Regions from separate parts of the Drosophila melanogaster genome. Here region 2 is linked to region 1. The links are chromatin contacts, called in public Hi-C maps. All regions are on one chromosome and are shown on one strand. The core of a region is the stretch at or near the end of the contact, and the rest is flanking DNA. Distances in the headings are between cores, read along the strand shown. Region 1 holds the start of Lk6 (Lk6 kinase). Region 2 holds the start of ATP8B (ATPase 8B).

What was found. A called contact is a pair of places that touch in the nucleus more often than the background predicts.
Region 2: a contact with region 1 is called in a Hi-C map of the S2 cell line, with 2.7 times the contacts expected there. The contact joins the promoter of ATP8B here to the promoter of Lk6 in region 1. A contact is called at or near these places in 2 of 107 Hi-C or Micro-C datasets (the Kc167 cell line and the S2 cell line).

Annotation. Positions count from the first base shown.
Region 1 is chr3R:11,762,539-11,766,967 of dm6, forward strand. It overlaps Lk6 (Lk6 kinase), which reads right to left and starts at 1,919. Exons shown (of 6, transcript NM_143729.3): 1 at 946-1,919. The coding sequence starts at 1,108. l(3)neo38 (lethal (3) neo38) reads right to left here. Exons shown (of 6, transcript NM_001043243.3): 6 at 2,500-4,429.
Region 2 is chr3R:12,089,269-12,094,223 of dm6, forward strand. ATP8B (ATPase 8B) reads right to left here and starts at 1,344. Exons shown (of 20, transcript NM_001300367.1): 1 at 970-1,344.

The DNA of each region.
Region 1 (4,429 bases), core at 669-3,168:
TAGGGCACATACACACTTATATTCAGCTTAATGGCCCCAGTCGAATGATGCAATGGGGTTCTCTTGGCGAAACAAAACAACTGTAAACACCACACAGACTGTGCGGGGTGGGTGAAGGGAAGCGGAGTGGGTGGTGGGGTTGGGCGCCGGCAGGCAGACAGCATGCATGTTCTCGAACATCGTGTGACGTCAAGGAAATACACTGCGGCACCCGGTGCGCAACGTGGCCCAGTCAGTCAATGCTCCCTAGTTCGTTCGATTGATTAGCAAGGGTAAACGAAACGAAAGTGCTGCCTGGCCCAGCTTTGCCGATAACTGACTAGAAATCCACTGAATGAAAGCGTAGGAGCAATGGTCGGGTCTTTTCTCTGATTGGTAGTCAGTCCCCACCCAATGACAAGCAGAATAATACATACATATGGTTAGGAACTTTAGAGGAAGTATAACTTCCGATACAAAATATTACATTAACGTATATCTTTTTTTTACCATTGCATTTTAGCAGAAATATCCTACAAATCGTATTTTATAGGTACAACTTTAAGAAGCAAAGAACGTTTGTCACATTCTCAAAATAATAATTATATGCTTAAATAAGGCTTTTGTTTTCTTTTGGCATGCAAATAACTGTTGCCTACGAAATATACTTTATATTTAGGCAATACAACAATATTACGACAGAGATACAGGTGAATTTCCAATAGGTAGAAGTTCAAATTTATACGAAAGAGCTGCCAAATTCACAGTCAGAGCAAATATTTGCAATTATTTCATCATTCTGTTAACATGTTGTCTAGTTAAAATTAAACTGGTGACACACGAAGCGCAAATATGCGAAATCTCTTCAGAAGGTTTCCAAAATATATCTCATGCATCACAGTTTGCTTCTCAGCTATGGGAATTTAGTGTCAAACTCCCAGAGTTCTAGAAACTCAAATTGCTCACCTGACTGACTCTGGCTGCAGCTGTTGTCCGTGTTGCTGCAGGAAATGCCGCTGCCACTCCGGATGCCGCTGTCCCCAGATCCACGGGGGTGGTTGTTGTTATTGTTGTTGCTTGCTTTCGCAGCAGCGGCAGAAGCAGCTGTCCCGGACTTGGGCTCCACCATGTTGTTGCTGTTGTTGTTACTGTACGGTGCTCCTGGACGCGATTAGAGTGAGACAGGCAGAGTGCTTACAAGCTGGAAAAAGGGTTTACGGTGCAACAAATGAGCAGCAGTTTTTCTCAGTCTCTCGTGCTCTTTCCTCTCTTCTCGTTCAGTTCATTCAAAATCAAAATGGTGGCCGCCTATGGGATTTTTGTGTTTTTAATACAATGCGGCGGTTGATGAAAAAACTGATTCAATTCTGCTGCAGATGCTCCTCTCTCTCTCTCTCTCTATCTATCGCTCTCCGCTGTTTATTTATTCTTGGTTTGGTGGTTGAGTCGTCGTTGGTGTGGCTGCTGTTGTTGTTGTAATCGATGGCTGCTGCTGATTTCTCTCATCACACAGGCGAAAAAAGCTCAAGCAAAAAATGGGGTTTATCTATTTGCACCGCTTTTTTCGGTTATCTGCGATATTTTTTGTTTTTTTCTTCGGGTATTGCGATTTTTGCGTTTCACCTCTTCTTTGTGGGCTTGGTGCAGTAGTGCTGTTGCTGTGGTTGTTGCTCTTGTAGTTGTTGGTGAGATGGTTGTTGTAGTGATGGAGGCGTTAATTTAGTTCTATTTTATTTTCCGGAGCTGCTGGAGATGGCTGGTGTGGCGGTGGAGTTGGTCGTTAAAATTTCCTCTGCTGATTACAACACAAAAAAAATCGCTGAATAGCGGACAAAAGCCGTTTTCTTTGCGTATTTCGCTTTAAGTTTCCTTCCCAGCTACCGATCCATTTTCAAAGTTCGAATGATTCCGACGAATGACGACGAATTCATCCGTGTGGCCGGAGGTACCATTTTGGTAGGACCGTTTTTCGGGCCAACGAAAATACCACAAGACGGCAGCGACACTAGGGTTTTTTGCTTCAAATGTAGTATGGCTACGCAACTCACATATGGTTGAGAACTTCGCTGTTTATTTGGTGGTTAAACTAGCTAAATACAATAAGAGTGGCAACGCCGTCACGTTTTCTACATGTATTTTACTTGGCGTAGTGCGCCAAGCTTATAAACCACAGTTGGGCGGTTCTTTTGAATTGTTTAATTTACACCCCACTATGAAACTTATTAGCCTTCTTTATTTATTTTATATTTTATTTTTGGGAAGAATACGTTTACTCAAGGTTCGCAGCTTGTCAATCAGTATTCGCAAATATCAATAATAAAAGGCATCAATTTTCCAATCAGCAGTTGAAAAGAACTCCCCTCGACATTTGAACAAAATGCATTTTTGGGTGATTATAATTTATTAGAATTTTTATTGACTTAAGGTAAATATAAATAAAATATTATTCAAGTACAAAGTTATATATACTCATTAATATTATTTGATTCAAGTAAATATATTTCAAAGTGGCGGTGTTTTATTATATCATTTTTCAATTAAGTACAATTTACTGTTCCTGCTCTATTTCTATGGGTTCGCAGAGAGTCCAAAAGTACTCTTAACACTCGGTCCTGTAAGGTGTGTATAATTTTCGGGCAGGCCATTTTCGGATTTGGCCCGACCGGAAAATATTGCGAGCCATTGACGACGCACCTGCAAGTTTTAAACCTGGCTTATTGACTCGTGATTTCCTCGTCTTTGAGACCCGGGGATCGAGTACTTGTGGGTACTTTGCGAACCCGGACTTCAAACCTTGCCCATGCAACAATTGTATCTTTGTGTAGTTTACGTTTAATCAATGAATTTGGATCACAAACAGTAAATACGTCTTTAACGATAATTGCAGTTGAATTAAACATATTAAGATAAGGGTAGTGGGGTGGGGGTACCTTTGTTTTAATTATAAAAATATTATATCTGCATTTTACATGTTTTTGTTTCGCTACTATCGTTTTTGCTCGAAATTACATAAGTCCAGCCTTAAAACAAGTAATTTTCGTCACCAATCGCATTCGCGCACGCTCCATTATCCATAACACTCGGTTTCGTCATCAATTCAATTCAATTCAATTTTGCATTTAAACGCTACGTTGCCTTAACTTCAGTCCTTTCGCAGAAAATCTAACCCTTAAATGTATTTAGCTCTTCGCCCGTCGATCCTTTTTCTTCCCTCCTTCCTTCCTTCACATCCCCCGCATGCTGCAGACACTAAACATAAATTCAATACGTACAGTTTCAAATTGGATGCGCGGCATCGTATCGTCGTTTAATGTAAAAGGTGTAATGCTACGCGCCCTTTTCGTCTGATCCTTGCCCTAAATGCCATCCTAGGGTATTAATCCATCCACCTCTAACTACAATTTAACTTCTCTTTGGCCGCAAACCCCCCGCATTACTTATTTAGCTCCTGTAAATATGAACTGCTTATGTTTCGCTTACGCTCCTTCGATCATTTTTGTGTTTGCTTTTGTTTTTGTGTTTATAATTTATTTAAATGCACTAAAAGTTGCACGGACCGTTTGCCAGCAGCCTGTGAAGTCGATCGTCGTCGGTTCGGCTGTGTTGCGATCTAGATCTATCCTGTAATTGTCGATTTTATACCTTCGATAAGCCAATGAAGTGTGAGAAAATATGTATCTATTTCGTCATTTGTTTGTTCGTTCGTTATGCATTTTAGTTGGTTGATGATGGTTCGTTTTGCGTTTATAAAATGCCAAAATTTGTGCAAATTTCTAAAACATTTTTAGTTTGTTCTTCTCGTATTATTCTAAAATATTTGTAACTTTAAAATGTACTTCCTCATTAGATTAAATTTTTCTTTTCTTTTCTTTTCTTTTGTTTTGTTTCATTTTTCTTTTCTTTTTTCACTTCGTTTAAAATATTGCATTTTTATTTTATGTTTTTCTTTTGGAGGCTTTATCCCTGAGTGATTTAATTTCATTTGTTTGTCATTTATTGCAACTTTTTCTTTATAAACTTATTGTTTTATATTTTCTTATTCGATTTAGTGTGTCAAGAAAAATAGATAGAGAGAGAGAGAGAGAGTGAGTGAGACCGAGAAAATCAATGGCAAAATAAAAACTCCTTGTTTGCTGTGAAGGTTGCTTAATTATTTATATGTTGTTACGTTATTGTTTACCAAATTGTTCTGCCTTACGGGCCAACAAAACGCATTAATAATATGCTACCCTCTGGCGTAGTAACTGTATTGAGATTTGCTTAGTTTCGCTTATTTTTCCATTAACTTTTTGGCTAATACACATCCTCGGTTTACTTGTCTATATGCAATCTGCTGCTGTGTCGTGAGTGCTTCTTCTCTTGTGGGTGTGTAGTTAAAATATTTGTACTTCACTGCAAGTGTTTCATTTACGTTCCGCACTGTATACTACTGTTGATCCAAACTGGCTGG
Region 2 (4,955 bases), core at 94-2,593, 330 kb after region 1:
AAGAATTACACGGCTGGGAATCCCCAACAATTTTGAATATCTACCAAAGAAGTTATGTCGTCAGTTTGTCATTTAAAAATTCGGGGAAAATATTATTATTATGTGTGTTTCCAAAAGCATACAATTCCTTCCATTGTACATCTTATATTTGATTTAAAACTACTACCTTCATAACTTGTTATCTGCAAATTCGAGCTTGTCGATCTCAAATGTCTATAAATGAAGAGGAACTTATTTAGGGCACACACGTTTTACCTTATTTATTTTAACCTTTCAATGTTTTTAATAACTACCAGTGCCGGACGCCTGGCTAAAGTCAATGACCAATATCGACCGATAATGCCAGTCACTATAAACATGACTTTGCGGAAAAGCTGACCACCCAATAAGGGCAAAAATCGGAATAGACCCTTAGATACCCCTATAAACCCACCTGAGTGACGAGGTGTCAGCCAGTGTGTTTAACATAGAAACGGAGATTGCAACAGATTACCTCGATCCCCGAGTTTAGCCGAGTTGCAAATTTTCTGGGAGAAACTGTGGCAAAAATGAAATGTGGAGCAGGTGGGGAGAGGAAGGAGTAAGATTGTGCATATTGCACCAGCTGTTTATAAGTCACTCAAAATAATTGGAAAAGCAAAAGTGCAGCCTCAGTGCTGGCACTTTTGTTTTCGGTTTCCATCACTATTATTTTAGGCTAATATAAATTCATTGAATTCTTTCTATAGTTAATACATATACTGACTTGTTCAGATCTAATTAAATTTTTTAAAATGGTAAATATGTTAGCGCACCTCTGAACAATTGATTATTTTACGAAATTATGAGATTCCTAAATCCAGTACACTACTCCACTTCTTTGAAACCCAATGCAACACTGAACAGCGAATTCAGTTAACTTCTCTAATTTTTTGAAAATTAAAACATTTGGGTCTTGAAAGCACTGACAGCACTGAACGAAAAACTTACCCGGCAAATCGGCCCGATGGGATGGGAAAATCGGGAGTTACGGCAAAGGAGAGGGTTTAAGTCGAGCTTGAGACTTTAATGCCGGCGTCGACTTTTCGAAGCTTTTGAATTTGCCGCTGTTGTTTGAATTTGTTGGCGGTGTTGTTGTTGCTAATTCTGCAGCTGTTGCATGCGCTCTATTGTGATTTGTGTTTTACTCGTTTTATTGCACTTGACATAACTTTTCGAGGAGATTTAGGAATTTGTGTCGAACCAGAAATTGAGAACGAAACGTAGAACACAAAAGAACTTCGGAATTAGACCCGCTTCTTCCCCAAGAATTGTGATATTTCCGGCCGACGGTATGGTGTTTTTTTTCCACAGAGCACGCGACCGCTTCGTTAAAAACTTGGATTACAACTGAAGCGGCGAATTCTCGGCGACGTAGTACCAACAACTGAGCGCGCTATAGCTAGCTATATAGCCATTGCTTCTCTTTCGCTCGTTTGAGAAGAGAGCTTTGCACTCTTCTTACCAACTGATAAACGTTAATTGGTGTTGCCAGCCCGCGTTGCCAACTACTGGGGGTCTTGGGAAAAAGCTAAAGCTGGAAAAGCTACAGCTAATTGAACTATCGCTCCAGGTAAACCTATAATTTAGCATGGGACTAACAAGCTCACGGGGGAATTTCCCATGAGTGACGAGCATTAAACACCGATGATTAAAGTCGGGTAAATATATTACGATCAGTTTAACGCTGTAATGAATACTTTACACTTTTTTTTTTTTTTAACAGAATCTCTTAATTAAATAGTAATAGCTGTAAATATGGTTTAAGTAATGTTTAAATATTAATAAACATCCAGATACTTAACTTTAAATTTCTTAACTGCGTTACCTACGGGTGCAAAGCTAATTACTTACCAAAAAATAATTTTTCATATACAATTAAAGGACCAATTACCAAGCACGAGGGACTAAGTATTTTAAAATTCCCATTTAGGATGTGTTGTGTAAGAAAAATGCCCAGCTTACCACTTAAGAGGTCTGGCAAGCCCACAACAATTAATATAAAATAAAGCGTTACGATTATGCGAGACAATCTTCATTAATTAGACGCAAGTCGAACATAGAACAAATTAGCCAAGGGTTCGCATCCAGTGGGGGTTTGCGACCCCAACCAACAATGTCATTAACGTCACGTCGCTTTCGCCAGTGTCTCCTTCACCTTTTCCCGTCGCAGGATAAAGGGTGCAGTAATTATATTTACCGTTAATCCTGATTCACCACAAAAGGATAACGACACGCAGGGCAAAGGGTGACCGCCTGAATAGGAAAAAAAAAAATGCAACAAAGAGTGTTAGTAGCGCGAATGTTGTTGGTGCTAAATGTGGGTTACAGCGGTTACAATCAACCTTAATGAACCCGAAAACCAACGCACACGTTTTATCTAGCATTTTTAACTTAGTCAACTAAAATTTGGCTGAAATCAGGGAAAAAACTAATTGCTCACAGAAAGAAATGTGGATTTTGAGTATTGTTGAGGAATAAAAAAATGTTACTGTTACAAAAAAAATGTTACTGTTACAAGGTATCACTCGTTCGACTATTCGGCTTGCACTCGATTCCATCTGCAGTTCATTTACATAGTATTCGATTAAGTGCAATTTACTTTGCGTTTCGATTTCTATGGGTTTCCTTTCTCTATGGCATTTGAAATGAAAAGCGTGAGGCTTAAAGTGCGTTTGGCTCGATTGCCTGAACACTGAAATCAAGTGCGGTAGATTGTGAGCTGCTGGTTGCACTCAAACCCCATTGATTCTCGAACTTTTGCTGGTTCCCTTTAACAATAAACACAGCTCAACTGGCTCAAACCGCAGGTGCAGACTGAACTTTGGTTCTCTAGGTTGCAGTTAATGTTTATCTATTTCCGAATATTGGTTTTATTTTTCTTCAATTGCTGTTCGTCATTCAATTCTTTGAAACCTAAATTTACATGAAATTTTCTAACAGAATTAACACTTGCGAGCCTCAGGCTGTCACATCCGATTCAATAATAACAAAATTATAATTTGCATTATCGTTTGGGTCTTGTTAATAGGACACTCTAGGAGTATAACTTGTTTGGCCTAAGTGCATAAATTGCTAATAAATTGTCACAACATTATGCATATTGGTATTTTCCAGACCATCTCCTTGGCTCTTCAATAGTTTTCCTTCACAAATATTTCATATCGTAGATGCATTTTCCGTTGTACTCGCAGGATAAAATCAAACCAGATTTTCTCATATGTGTATGCGTGTATGTTGCCTTGTACCGTCTATCAGAAATTTGTCTAGAATGTCATTGAAAATTCGCATATTCGGAGAGAGCAGAGTTGGGCACCCTTCCAAAACGAACAAGGATATGGACAAAGGAAAATATATATTTATATGCATTCGCAGGGAAAATTGAAGTCTGAAGAAATCTGAAAAAATTGAGAAAAGCAATCATAATGTAGATATTGAAATATATTGACAGGCGTGCGACTCGAGAGTCACTCCCCAAAATGAGCAAACCAATTTTTGTAGTTCAAGTTCCTGTCCCAAGAGAAATGATGTTTGCTTAAATTTAGCCCAGATGCGATTGCCTCCAACAAAAAATATTAATTTATTTACGACCTTTATAAAAAGTGCTAAAATTAACAGCTGAGCAATGTTTAGCTAATACAAAGCCATCAACTTTCTGTTTGAGGTCTTTGGGAAGAGCAATTCCGACGGACCATCAAAAATGTACTGAATAATTAATATTTATTTAAAGTTTTTGATAAATTTAGCCTTGTTAAGGGCCCAAAATATTTTTTTTGTTATAAAAAAGCAATTGTTGCTAGAATCTATGTTTTAAATAAGATTTACAGTTTCTTAATGGATAGAAATGGAAAATTATATGTGCCAGAAGTCGCTTGTGTAATATTATATATTTTTAAGAGTACTATGCAGTCGCTTTACTGCATACTACAATTTTGATCTTTTGTTTTATTTCACAACTCGATTGATGGGCTTTTAGCAGCTTTTGGTTTTTGTTGCCTGGCTTTTGGCTTCGATAACTGGCGCAACTGTTCACTGTTTTCACTGGCTCAAAGGCGACATAAAGTATATTTTGATTATTTTGTGAGCCAGAAGTTGAGCATTTTAAGGCCCGCCGGCATTTGCATTTCAAATATACTTTTACGACAGCCAGCCAGCCCCTTAGCCTTTGGCCCGCATCCCGCCCGACACCTTCCGCCGCAGGATCTTTTGCTGCGGGCGAGACGAGGTGAGCCACATGGAAGTGGAAGTGAGTGAAATACCACAAATGGCGTGTAAACACAACAAAGAGGTAATAACAATGGATGCCAACGAGGTCCCTGACTTCAAGGACCAATGGAAGGGCGGCAAAAGTAGCCGAGGGGAACTCGTCCGCATTCCTGGAGCCTTTGGGAGGAGTTCTTTACGCAGCGCAGGGGGGGATGGGGGGATGGACTTTGGCACCAAGCGCACCCGCACTTTCGAAAACATTTTTATTTGTTTCTCCGTAAGCTGTGTCAATACACAATAAATTGAACTGAGCAGGAATTTATGTTGGTCCTGTGTGAGGATATTCAGCACCCTATCTGCCCGCTGGCTCTGTTATCGCACTGGGGCGTCAATTGCCTGTAGGCCACCGCCCCCTGGGGACTTAAAAGTTCAATAATATTTATTTGTTACTTGCTCTTTGACAACAAAGCACACGAGATTATACTTAGTCCTAGGCCGTCGTTCATCAAGCCGCGCATATTGGCCCACTCCATTCTACATAATGGCATATTGTCGCACAATACCCGAGACCACAGATATGTCTTCGCCGGGGCAGTAAATTCCGGCCACTAAAGGCGATGATTTTTCAACAGACACCGAGCTAATTTAGTGACCGAATGCCAACGCGGTCACCACCGTGATTTACGGGGTCACCATTTGCACGACTCCAATTATTTGTTGGTTGCCTCGTG